2 separate regions of the Mus musculus genome follow, and region 1 is linked to region 2. The links are chromatin contacts, called in public HiChIP or PLAC-seq maps. All regions are on one chromosome and are shown on one strand. The core of a region is the stretch at or near the end of the contact, and the rest is flanking DNA. Distances in the headings are between cores, read along the strand shown.

Region 1 (6,626 bases), core at 4,048-6,547, 95 kb after region 2:
CCCCAATGGAGGAACTAGAGAAAGTACCCAAGGAGCTAAAGAGATCTGCAACCCTACAGGTGCAACAACATTATGAACTAACCAGTACCCCGGAGCTCTTGACTCTAGCTGTATATGTATCAGAAGATGGCCTAGTTGGCCATCACTGGAAAGAGAGGCCCATTGGACTTGCAAACTTTATATGCCCCAGTACAGGGGAACGCCAGGGCCAAAAAGTGGGAATGGGTGGGTAGGGGAGTGGGGGGGAAGGCATGGGGGACTTTTGGGCTAGCATTGGAAATGTAATTGAGGAAAATACCTAATTAAAAAAATAGTAGCAACAGTCAATTATGTAAGTCTACTGGCTTTTAACCAAGGATCCTCAATCTTTGCAAATGGAAATGCTACTTATATTAAATTATTAATTAACATAGCTCTCATTAAGCATCAATACCACATTTAGAATTTGAATTCTCTTTACTAATAGCTTCACACACTGCCAGAGCACTAAAAGCATCAGCAGGGGCTGAGTAAGATCCTTTGGACATCTGTGTCAGAATCAGAACTGTAGAGTCACGATCATGCTGCATCAGTTCCCCTATCCAGGGAAGCAGGCTTTGCATTTGACCCTTAATAGACTTAATAAAGAGTCACATATCTAAACAGATCTCAATGAATCCCGTAACAATTTCAAAATGGCATTAATAAAACCCATTAGTCTAACAAGTCTGAACTAAAATGAGGTAAAATTACTGTCTCAAAAATGTCCTTTCCGGGGCTGGAGAGATAGCTCAGCAGTTAAGAGTACCAACTGCTCTTCCGGAGGTCCTGAGTTCAAATCCCAGCAAACATATGGTGGCTCACAACCATACGTAATGAGATCTGATGCCCTCTTTTGGAGTGTCTAGATTCAGCCACAGTGTACTTACATATAATAAACAAACAAACAAACAAATCTTTTTTTTTAATGTCCTTTCCATGAAGCAAGACATGGTTATTTACCTATTTTAATACGAATACCACTGACATTCGACTTCCTTCGATTGGCATAAGACAACAGGATATTCTGTGGTTTGAGATCCCTGTGGATTATCCCTTTGCTGTGCAGGATTCGCATGGCTGCCGCAATCTGATGGAGAAACACTCTGATAGTATCTTCACTCAGAGTTCCTTTAGCTGGTAGAAAAGGAATCACATGAATAATTAAACAGACAAAAATCAAATACCTTTTCATTCCATTAAGATAATTGAGCTGTTAAAGAGGGTACAAAATAAAAACCTGGGATTCACATGTATTTCTTTTGTAAATTTAACAAGCAAAATCTAAAATGACAATAAATTTCTAAAAAAAAACCCAAACTGATCTGTTAAAGAAAACTGATTTGTGCTTTTATTGTTGGTATCTTTTCCTTTTTTCTTTCATATTTTTACTAGTCAAGGTTCCTACAGTACAGCTCTGAACAACAAAAGAGGTGCTCAACAAATGGAAATGCCCTTTACAGACCAAAAAATAAGTTTTGTTTGACATTGGTCATACCTAGGAAAAAATGTTCAAGTTTCATACCAAGCAGCTCATGAACACACGACAGACAAGTGAAATCCTTGTGTGGAACCTATAGCCATCTACTCTAGGGGTTTCTACGTAGTAGTGTCACTTTCCCCTTAACTCTCATGGCCACAGTACCCCTGCCCCACATAGACTCTCTCAGAAGGGAAGACGTCTTTAAGAAGTCGTGCTTCGGGCTGGTGAGATGGCTCAGTGGGTAAGAGCACCCGACTGCTCTTCTGAAGGTCCAGAGTTCAAATCCCAGCAACCACATGGTGGCTCACAACCATCTGTAAACGAGATCTGACTCCCTCTTCTGAAGTGTCTGAAGACAGCTACAATGTACTTTCATATAATAAATAAATAAATTAAAAAAAAAAAAAAAAAAAAAAAGAAGTCGTGCTTCCACTCTTGTAATCATTATCCAGTGACTATCACAGAACATGGAGAGGCTACAGGCTAATAGCATGGTGTGGCAGTAGGGTGAGTAAAATCCCAGCCTCTGCCCCATGTGTGACTTTGGAAGAAGACTCTTCTGTAGAAATCCGAGGAGACTGACTTTATAAAGTAGCTGTGATAACACAAAACAATATGCCTCACAGTGGAAATGTCAAAAGACCTACCATACAATGTATAAACAAATTTACTTAGGTATGTAAATGTAAATTTTCTATAGTAATAAATCTGTCACAATTCAATCTATTGACTCTGAATAAAAGATTTAAATCCTTCATGATGGGTTGGAGACATGGCTTGCAGTTAAGAGTGCTTCCAGTACCAAGTTTAGTTCCCAGCACCCATATCATGTGACTAAAAGCTACCTCTACAGTCCCAAGGAGTTTGGTGCTCTCTTCTGGCCCCCATTAGCAGCTGCATATGCCATACATTCACATAAACATATTAAACCTTTAAATCCTTTATGAGCATATTTCTGTCCATGTAATTCTTAAAATGCATTCTAGAACTTTTTCATGTATAACAAGAAAGGTAAAATAACATTAACATTTGAAACAAGTTAAATACAATTTTTTTTGTTTGTTTGTTTTTTGTTTTTTTGAGGCAGGGTTTCTCTGTATAGCCCTGGCTGTCCTAGAACTCACTTTGTAGACCAGACTGGCCTTGAACTCAGAAATCTGCCTGCCTCTGCCTCCCGAGTGCTGGGATTCAAGGCGTGCGCCACCACGCTCAGCTTACAATTGTTTTAAAATCATTTTTAAAAAAGATTTAATTTATTTTATGTATGTGAGTATACAGTTGATGCCTTCAGACACACCAGAAGAGGGCATCAGATCCCATTACAGATGGTTGTGAGCCACCATGTGGTTGCTGGGAATTAAACTCAGGACCTTCAGAAGAACAGTCAGTGCTCTTAACCGCTGAGCCATCTCTCCAGTCCTTAAAATCATTTTCATATCATGTCAAATGACATTTCATGGCTTGAAACCACTTTAATAACTTGCTGGCATGATATTCTTAAGGACAAGACATGATGCCACACCTTTAATCCTAGCACTCAGGAGGAAAAAGCACATGGATCTCTGAGTGAGTTCCAGGACAGCCAGGGCTACACAGAGAAACCCTGCCTCAAACAAACAAAGACAAAGCAGAGAAACAAAAACAAAACAAGACAATTATGTCCTTAAGATTGAATAAAGTCAACCCCATGGCTTGAAGAGTACGAAATGTTTTTCCTATGAGGGTTGTTCTTATTCTCTCCTCTGGGGTTTTTTCTGATAAACACTTTTTTTTTTTTTTTTTTTTTTTGAGGCAGGTTTTCTCTACACAGCCCTGGATGACCTGGTATTCATTATGTAAGACCACTCTATCCCAGTCCACTTGCCTTTGTCTCCCAGTGCTGGAATAACCATAACAGACTGTAAAAAAAAAAAATTTCCAAGTACTCTAAAGTGAAATCTCCTATATCATGAACACTAAAGAATTTCAAGTAGAACCTAGTATGGTCTCACATGCCTTTGATTCCAAAACTCAGGAGGCAGCAGAGGTAGAGACAGGTAGATCTCTGTGACTTCAAGGCCATCCTAGTATAGATATACAATGATACTATGTCTCAAAACCAACGTGAATTTGAAATCTTTAGCCAGTTGCAGATACCTACAATCTTAGCAATTGGGAAACAGAAGCAGGAGGTTCAGGAGTTCAAGCCCAGTCTCATTTAATAGTAGGTTCAGAGATAGCCTACAATACATGAAACAAAACAAACAAAAACTGATCCCAGCACTCCGGAAGCAGAGGTGGGTGGATCTCTGTATTTCAAGGCTAGCCTGGTCTACATAGTGAGTTCCAGGTCAGCCAAGACAAAAACAAAACAACAGAAATCTGGTGATGTCTGGAAAGATGGCTCCATAGTAAGGGTACTCAGGTTTGATTCCTAGGTCTTACTTGGTGGATCACAACAACCTCTAACTGGTGTCCCAGGGGATGCAACACCCTATTCTAGCCTCTGGAGGCACTTCATGCACATGAACAAACATATGCAGGCAAAATAACCCAGTCATACAAAATAATGATGATAAAAATAAATATTATTATTATCCAGATTAAATAAATAAATCTGGAATGCATTCTTTCAGTTCTACTTTCTTTTTTTTTTAAAGATTTTATTTATTATATATGTAAGTACACTGTAGTTGTCTTCAGACACTCCAGAAGAGGGCGTCAGATCTCATTACAGATGGTTGTGAGCCACCATGTGGTTGCTGGGAATTGAACTCAGGACCTTCAGAAGAGCAGTTAGTGCTCTTAACCTCTGAGCCATCTCTCCAGCCCCGTCAGATCTACTTTCTTATAAGCACTAAGATGTATGTTACTATACGTTAGTGGGTAAGTCAAATCAGTGTCTAGAGCAGTGGTTCTGTTCTCTACCTTTCCAATGTTGTGAAATGTTCCTCACTTTAATACAGTTCCCCATGTTGTGGTGATCCCCCCCAACCATAAAATTATTTAGTTGCTACTTCATAGCTGTAATTTTGCTACTGTTATGAATAGTAATGTAAATATCTGATATGTGACACTGTATTGGCTGGTTTTTTACATCAACTTGACAGAAGCTAAAGCCATCAGAAAGGAAAAAGCCTCAGGTGAGGAAATGCCTCCATGAGATCCAGCTATAAGGCATTTTCTCAATTAGTGATCAATGGGGAAGGACCCAGCCCACTGTAGGTAGTGCTGCTGTGCCAGGGAAATGTTAGTGATTCCCCAAAAAACACACACAAGAGACAATCTGATGCAACTCACAGCACGGTCTTTATTCTATTCGAGCTAGCTCGCTCCCCGTCCCCCAGTGCACCTCCATCACACAGGCACCTCCATCACACAGGACGTTTTGGTGGAGAGAGGATCCCTGAATGTCAATCGGGCAAGGCTTTATAGAAAGCAGCAAGCAGGGAACACATGTGCAAGCATCTAATTGGAAAGTACTGTGGCCTTTAACATAATTGGCTGGTGCTACGAGTCATATTATAAACTTAATCTCTGTTCTCCTCTGCATTGGTGGTCATTAGGCAGGAGGGTGGGCTTGTGTAGGTTTGTTGGGGGAAAAACCTGGAGACACTAGTCTTGTTTGGCGGGGGGGGGGGGGGGGTGCAACTTGGAAACTAGTGTTAGTACAAGCCTGTTAGTTTACCTGAGTTAAAACTTAAACGATTTGGCATCTCAGTGCCATCCCTGGGCTGATGGTTCTGGGTTCTATAAAAAAGCTGGCTGAGCAAGCCAGGAAGTAGCCACCTCCATGGCCTCTGCATCACCTCCTATCCAGGTTCCTCCCCTGATTTGAGTCCCTGTCCTGACTTCCTTTGGTGATGAACGGCTATGTGGAAGTGTAAGCTGAATAAATATTTTCCTTTCCAACTTGCATTTTGATCTTAGTCTTTCACTGAAGCAACAGAAACCCTAAGACAGACCCCCAAAGGGGTCTCACCCCACAGGTTGAGACCTGCTGCTCTATAGTCTTATTTTCTGATATAACATTGTATACATGCATAATGATTTAGACCATATCACCCCTTATTCCCTTCCCACTTCCTTCTTCTTCCAACTTCCCCTTCTACTTCATGGGTTTTGGTTTGTTTGGTTTTTTTGGGGGGGTTGTTGTTTTTGTTGTTGCTGTTTGAGACTGGGTTTCTCTGTGTTGTCCTGGCCATGCTGACCTCGCTCTGTAGACATGCCTGCCTCTGCCTCAAGTGCTGGGATTAAAGGCCTGCTCCCACTGCCACCACCAACCAGCTTTGATTTTTAAAGAAATGAAAGGAACTAATGGCTCAGTGATGATAAGACAGGAAATAAATTGAAGAAAATGAATTCTTATTTAATTTCTTCCCTCCTGGGGAAGTCCCTCCTTTAAACCTCTTCCTCACTGTCAGAGAACAAGGTTGATACTTATGTGAGCTTAGAAAATTAAAACCAGCTGGTCAGCAAAATAACTACACGTTATACACAGTTTGTATTGAATGTTTCTACACAAGTTTGGGACACAGAGGCAGCATTTCAGAAATGCCTCTCAGAATTAAGCATACTCCACTTACTGAGCATTGATAAATACACATAAATTTACCTTGCGGGGTTAGTGAGATGGTTCAGTGGGTAAAAGTGTTTGCCACCAAACCTGACAACTTGACTTCCATTCTGAGACCCACATGGTGGAAAAGGACAGTGTACTCCCACAAATTTTCCTCTAACCACATGTGTGCCATGGTGTCCCTGTACACACACACACACACACACACACACACAAACCTGCACAAATAAGGAAGTGTAGCAATAGAATTACCTTGCAAATAATCTGCCAGGTCTCCACCATTGCAATACTGATAAGTAAAAAAAAAAAAAAAAAAAAAAGGTAATTAACTTCAAAAGATACTGTTATTGTGATTAAAATCAAGTATTTAATAGACTGATAAGGGGGTATACTTCTTTAAGAGGCAGAGGTAAGCAGATCTTTGTGAGTTCAAGGACAGCCTGGACTACAAACTGAGTTCCAGGACAGCTAAGATACACAGTGAGACCTGTCTCAAAGAAAGAAACAACAACAAAAACATTTTATATTTACAAACAAAGGAGTGTCTTCAAAGTGAGCTAGCAGGTA
Region 2 (6,693 bases), core at 1,405-3,904:
TGTAAAAAAAGTTCAAAGCAAAATCTTCCTTTGGAAAATAAAGATGAAAATGTTCTCAACATGAATATTTTTACCTATATAGAAAAACCCAGTAATGTAGAACAAGTGCTCTTCTAAAAAGTTAGCAGAGAGAATGGAGATGTGGCTCAGTCACTAAGCTGATGGCTGGAGAAGTGTGATGAGCTGAGCATGCTCACCCCTCACCCACATAAAAGCTGAGTATGGCAGCCTGTGTTTGTAACCCCAACACTGGGAGTGGCGCTGGGGGGTGGGGGTGGGGGTGGGGGTGGGGGGTGATTATAAAAGGTAGAGTCAGGCAGATCCCTAAAGCACACTGGCCAGGCAATCTAGCGAATCAATGAACTCCATGTTCAGTGAGAGACCTCAAAAAGCAAGGAACAAAAAAATTAACAGAAGCAAACCAGGTGTGATGTGTATGCCTTGTAATCCCAATTGTCTAGGAGGCTAGTGTGACTTTGTTTCAATAAATAAAGACTTTTCATGAATCCCACATCAAATGTAATTTCACAATAGAAAGATATCCATTGAGTCTGAATCCAAGTTAATGTCATATTCTAAAATTCTGTGGTTCAAACATGTGACAAATACACTGCAGTTACTCCATGCTGAGGAAAGCCATTTGTGAAAGGAAAGTTAGCTTACTGCTCTTAATAAAAGGGCTTAAGAGCCCTTTAAACAAACAAAGTGACAGCTGTGTTTTTCCTACATGTATGTCTATGTACCAGCTTATGCCTGGTACTGCAGAGGTCAGAAGGCACCAGGTCCCCAGAACTGGAGTTACAGACTGTTGTGAGCCACCCTGTGGATGCTGGGAAGACGATGCAGTGCTCTTACCTGTGAACTCTCTCTAGTCCCAACACTGAATCTTAACACAGTGGTTGTAAGCATCCAAAGGCCCGCTGGGTAACAAGTGCTCAGTAAAGGAACAAAATGATCACCATCCCTTCTCTCTCTAAGTAGAAGGGGAGGGAGTAATGTCAGGTGGGATTTGTAATGGGAAGACTGGGAAGAGAGCAGGGCGGGCTGATTGGGATGTAAGGTGAATTTTAAAAAATTACACACAGCTGGGCGTGGTGGCACACACCATTAATCCCAGCACTTGGGAGGCAGAAGCAGGTGAATTCCTGAGTTCAAGGCCAGCCTGGTCTACAGAGTGAGTTCCAGGACAGCCAGGGCTATACAGAGAAACCCTGTCTCGGAAAACCAAACAAACAAATAAAAATTACACACACAGATATGCTGATTGGACTTTCAGGTAGAGAAAAGACACACCTGCCCAGTGTTCTCAGGCAAAAGAGAGAGAAGAGAGAGAAGAGAGAGAGGAGAGAGAGAAAACACGAAATCATTTAGGCACCTTGTTTTAGCCAGAAGTTTTTCTGAACTATTTCATGCACTTCTTTCTTTGCCTCATCAAATAACATCACACCCTGCCAAGAGACAGCATAGCAGCCAACAAAGCCCTTAATAAAACCAAAGGACTCTAGTAAAAACAGGCTCATTGTGTCTTCAGAGGATAAAACAGGAAATCTTATAAACAGATCAAGGTTTGATGTGAAAGAACCACATAACTAGGAGGAAGCTATCAGTCCAAACAAGCAGCTCAGTCGCTGGTCAACAGGAGAAATGAGCTCCTGAGAAGTCTGGGAGGAGAGAGCCAATTTGCCCAGGACACCATTATGCAAGGAGCCAAGTGCTTAGACCAAGACAAGAGCCAAGTGCAGTAACTCCAAACTGGCCTGCACAGTAAGTGCCAATCTCACAAAAATAAGAAGTTACAGCCAGGTACAATGTGAACACTCAGGAGGTTGAGGCAGGAGGATTACTTGATTCCCAGAGTTCAGCCTGGGTAACAAACAGAAGGTCATCTCAAAATAAATCAGTAAATAAAAATTGAATGAATATCTATCAATCTATCTATCTTCTATAGTTTTGTTTTCTTGTTTGTTTGTTTGTTTTGCAACAAGGTTTCTCTGTGTAGCCTTGGCTGTCCTAGAACTTGCTCTGTATACCAGGCTGTCCTCAAAATCACAGATGTCAACCTGCTTCTGTCTCCCAAGTGCTGGGATAAAAGATATGCATCATCACAGCCCAGCATATTATTTTTAATTACTGGTTTTAATGTGTCTTATAAAACATGCAGATATTCTATACACCTTTTTTTTCTTTTCTTCCTCCCCCCCCCCACCCCCTTTTGTTTTTTCCAAGTCAGGGTTTCTCTGTGTAGCCCTGGCTGTCCTAGAACTCACTCTGTAGACCAGGCTGGCCTCGAACTCAAAAACCCACCTGCCTCTGCTTCCCAAGTGCTAGAATTAAAGGTGTGCGCCATCACTGCTCAGCTTCTATACATCTTTCTTTTCAAATATACTTCTAAATCACTTCACTATGGATGGTTGTCCTGGCTATCTTGACTGTAAACCTAAGTGGATTTAGACTAAGTGGATTTAGAACCATCAGACCTTTGTGTCTTATCTCCAAGAGTGTTTTCAGAAAGGTTTGCCTAAGGAGGGAAGAGGAGAAGACGGCTGGGCAGCAGCACTCACATCTGGGCTTCCTGACTGGGTGCTGTGTAAGCAGCTGCCTCATGCTGCAGTCAAGCCTGCCTTCCCCACTCTGACAGCGCTCTGACCCTGCTGGTCAGCAGAGACCCTTCCTGTCAGCTGCTTTTGTCAGACCCTTCTGTACTAGTGCTCAACAAGAAAAGCAGCTAATGTCATGCCTGCCAAACCCTGCCAAAGAAAGATGACAGCCAACCAGACAGAACCACCGCAGACAAAGAACCAAAGACCAGGCCTATGAGGAAGGCCTGGACTGTCAACCAGGAAACACGCTTTAGAAATGTAGAAAGTGCTGCCCTTAAATACACCACCAAGAAATGACGCTCTCTGGAAAAGTTACTACAGAGAAACACTCCATGTGCTAACAACAGCTCCTAAAAGCAAAACACCAAAGTGTGGCACAAACCAAACATGCAAAAGACTTCTAAATCAGCAGACCACAAATACTCATAAAACTAACAAATTCTGGAAACTTTTGAGTAAGATCATGGAATAGAATCTGCCTCTGCATGGTCCAACAAAGGGTCAGCTTAAGTAAAAACAGATCTTATTTTACAGAGACAGTCTTCCTTCAGAAATTAACAAAAGAGGGCTGATGAAATGAGACACCAGGGGGAAAGGCCAGCAAAATGGATGAAAAAGTCAGCGATGAGGAACTCATATAAGGCAATAAATATAAGGAGAGAGGTGAAGAGGCAAGGGCTCAGCAACTAGCATCCTTCCAGGGACATGGATGCAATTCCCAGCACCACCTGGAGGGGCTCACAACTCCATTTCTAGGGGAACTGATGTACACGTCTGGCCTCTAAGGGCACCAGGCACACACATGGTGCACATACCTACATGCAAACAAAACAACTACACACATAAGCAAAATTTGGGGAAAAAAGAGCTGAGTGAAAAAAAACCTACAGATACGAAATTTTAGAGACTTGTACTTATGAAGTATAACAGAATACATAAAGTTTTGGCCTTTTAGGAAAAACTAAAAGAAACAGAAACTATATCATCCCAGAATATTAACATAAAAAGTTAGAGCTAGCTTACCTCTTCTTGAATATATTGTAACAGGAATGGGGAGGCTCTTAAATTATCCACTGGAATATTGAAGAAGCCCTGGATTTCCTTCTGGTGTAAATCCATAGTGATGAGATGAGTCAGACCTTCAAACATAAGCAAGTTAAACATGTCACGGTACCACAGGACTCTAAGACACCTAGATAACAATGACCAAGCACATACTGTCCTATCATGAAAACCTGGCACCTCTGCTTATAATTTTGGTAATATTAGACGTATGATTTTCACTTCCATTTGAAGATCAGAAGTAGGGGCAGAAAGATAGCTCAGCAAATAACTTGCAGAGGATTAAGTCTGGTTACATGTTAGGAGGCTTACAACCACCTGTAATTCCAGTTCCAAAGGCCAAGACCCTCTTTTGTCCTCTAGAAACCAACATACATGTGCACATACCCATGCACACACACATACACATAAATAAAAATAAGACCTTTGGCCAGGTAGTGGTGGCACACGCCTTTAATCCCAGTACTCAGGAAGACAGAGGCAGGTGAATCTCTGAGTTAGAGGCCAGCCTGATCTACAGAGTGAATTCCAGGAGAGCCAGGGCTACACAGAGAAACCCTGTCTTGAAAAAAACAAACAAACGAATAAGCAAATCAACAACAAGCCCTTAAAGTACAGAAACAGCAGAAAATCTTAACAAAGAAATATTTCTACAAGTGTTTTTACAGCTGATTGTCTCTCCTACAATTTTCCTTAGCAGGGATGACAAAACCCAACATAAGATACCAAGACCTCTTCACCCACACTGTGACATCTGAAATGATTAACAGAAAAAGGTACGAGAACATTTTAGAAGTAGTGTTGTCCAAAAGAGTAAGGAGCTGAACCTGTGTGGTCCATCCAAGCCTATAAGAGAAAGGAGAAAGCGTCCAGAAGACTCAGTGAGCTAGCCTGTTTCCTCTGTCAAAGCTTGTTAGTGTTTCAAAGGGGTTCAGTGGTTAATAAGTCAACTAGATAGGATTTACAGTCACCTAGAGGTGAGTCTGGGAGACACATGTGAGTGATCAGTGTCTGGCATGACTATGAGGGTTATTTTGATTACACTGAAGCAAGAAGATTCATTGGGCCGGGCGTGGTGGTGCACGCCTTTAACCCCAGCACTCGGGAGGCGGAGGCAGAGGCAGGCGGACTTCTGAGTTCGAGGCCAGCCTGGTCTACAAAGTGAGTTCCAGGACGTCAGAGCTATACAGAGAAATCCTTGTCTCGAAAAACCAAAAAAAAAAAAAAAAAAAAAAGATGATTCATTGGGTGACATCACACCTGGGCTGATGTCTGTGTGAATAAGGAGGAAACTAGCTGAGCCCAGTATCTGTCCTTCCTCCCTTCCTGACTGAAAGTGCAGTATGGAAGGCCCAGCTACCTTACCTTCTACGTGATGGATTGTACCTCAAACTGGGAGTCAGAATAAACGTTCTCTCCCTCCAGGTGTGTTTGTCAGGTGTTCTGTCACATCAATAACATAAATAACTACTATGGTTCCCCAGGACTGAAGTTGCTAGGGTTTATATTTTTTAAAGCCGTGTTTTGTTTCTGCCTTCTTTTTAAAGCTACTTTGGAAATGTATTTTCTATAGTGAGTATCTGTAAGAAGTGGTGACCTGGGGAAGTTTCAGTCCTTTGTCTGCACAAACTTCTGTGATGTATGCCTCCCTTAATCATGTACACTCACATACAAGCACACACAACACAGACATCTGTTAAAGTATGTACAAACACATATAAAATTCTTAGGCTGTGGAATGAACATCCAGCCTACAGAACAGGAGAAAACCTTTGCTAGCTACATGTTAGATAGGGAAGGTGTTATTTAGAATATAAAGAAATGCACAAATTAAACAGCAGAAAAATGAAAAAAACAAAAAAACAAAAAAACCAACCCCCCCAGAAAACAAGACCCTCAAATTGCCAAGCATTCCACAGGTGAGCAGACTGAACAGACAGTTCTCAAAAGAAGTCATACAAATGAGCAACAACTATACCCGTGTGTTTGACATCTTGAGCCATCAGGGAAACATTAAAACTACTTTGAGCCGAATGTGGTGAGATGCATTCCTTTAAGCTTTTCAACTGCTGTTTAAGGCTGACATGGTCACTTAGTGAGACCCTGTCTTAGAAAAAGTAAACAAACAGAAGACTGCCAGCCTTTGAGATTTCACCTCCCCCTAGCTAGAACAGCAACCACCAAGAAAACAAATAACAAGAATTGCTGTCAAAGACACGGCTAAAGAGAAACACTGTTGCTAGTGAGGTATAAACTTATGTAGTCACCATGAAAATCAATGTGCAGGCTTCTCACAAAATTAAAGAGAGAGAGAGCTACCAGGGGCTGAAGGGACTTAGGGGTTAAAGGCAATAGTTGCTCCTCCACAGGACTTGGGCTCAGTTCCAGCACCCATCGGGCAACTGACAGCTGGAACTCTAGTTCCAGAGGATCTAATGCCCTCTTCTGGCCTGAGGGTACTACAAACATGTGGTACACAGAAATAATTCAGCCAAAATAGAGATATACAATAAAAAAAGAACTACCACCTATCCCAGTTGAACCACTGCTTGGCAGACATGAAGAGGTCTCTACGCTCTGCCACACAAACACTTGCATATCCACATATACTGCTGCTGTACTCACAAACACAAGAAAACGGAATCAACCTGATGTCCATCAACAGATGAACAGATAATGATATTGTAGCACATGTACACAATGGAATTTTATCCAGCTATAAAGAAAAATTACGTTTGTAAAAAAATTAATCTTAAAATTATATTGAACAATAATTTAGGCTCAGAAAGACAAATATGCACGTCTTCTTTCATATGTGGATCCTACCCTTTAATACTTGCATGTATTAATATGGAGGTATGGGCTGTGAGACTAGAAACGGTACCAGGGAAAAGGAAAGAGGTACTGAGAAACAGGAAGCAGAAGTAAAGCTGCCTTGCCCACACGGAGAGCTCCAGGCCAATGAGAGATCCTGTCTCAAAAAAAAGGTGGATGTCACCTGAGAACAATGCCCAAATTTGCCCCTTGACCC

The links. HiChIP or PLAC-seq counts read pairs in DNA pulled down with a chosen protein or histone mark.
Region 1: a contact with region 2 is called in an H3K27ac HiChIP or PLAC-seq map of microglia, with 2.7 times the contacts expected there. The contact joins two enhancer-like sites. A contact is called at or near these places in 1 of 15 datasets of contacts at CTCF or cohesin (pro-B cells), 9 of 484 Hi-C or Micro-C datasets (the HL-1 cell line, embryonic stem cells, reprogramming fibroblasts and 1 more), 2 of 115 datasets of contacts at active chromatin or transcription factors (embryonic stem cells and microglia) and 2 of 9 other capture datasets (adipose tissue and pancreatic islet).

The regions. Positions count from the first base shown.
Region 1 is chr11:61,833,799-61,840,424 of GRCm38.p6, forward strand. It overlaps Ulk2 (unc-51 like kinase 2), which reads right to left. Exons shown (of 27, transcript NM_013881.4): 5 at 6,312-6,348; 6 at 982-1,155. Among named protein-coding and RNA genes, the nearest start is that of Ulk2, 18 kb to the right of the region's middle. Within about 2 kb of position 5,298, at least 16 of the 459 cell types and tissues checked have an H3K27ac peak or open chromatin away from gene starts, as enhancers often do. A contact at or near this core is called in microglia, where this site is marked.
Region 2 is chr11:61,741,322-61,748,014 of GRCm38.p6, forward strand. Prpsap2 (phosphoribosyl pyrophosphate synthetase-associated protein 2) reads right to left here. Exons shown (of 12, transcript NM_144806.2): 7 at 3,624-3,739. Among named protein-coding and RNA genes, the nearest start is that of Prpsap2, 17 kb to the right of the region's middle. Within about 2 kb of position 2,655, at least 11 of the 459 cell types and tissues checked have an H3K27ac peak or open chromatin away from gene starts, as enhancers often do. A contact at or near this core is called in microglia, where this site is marked.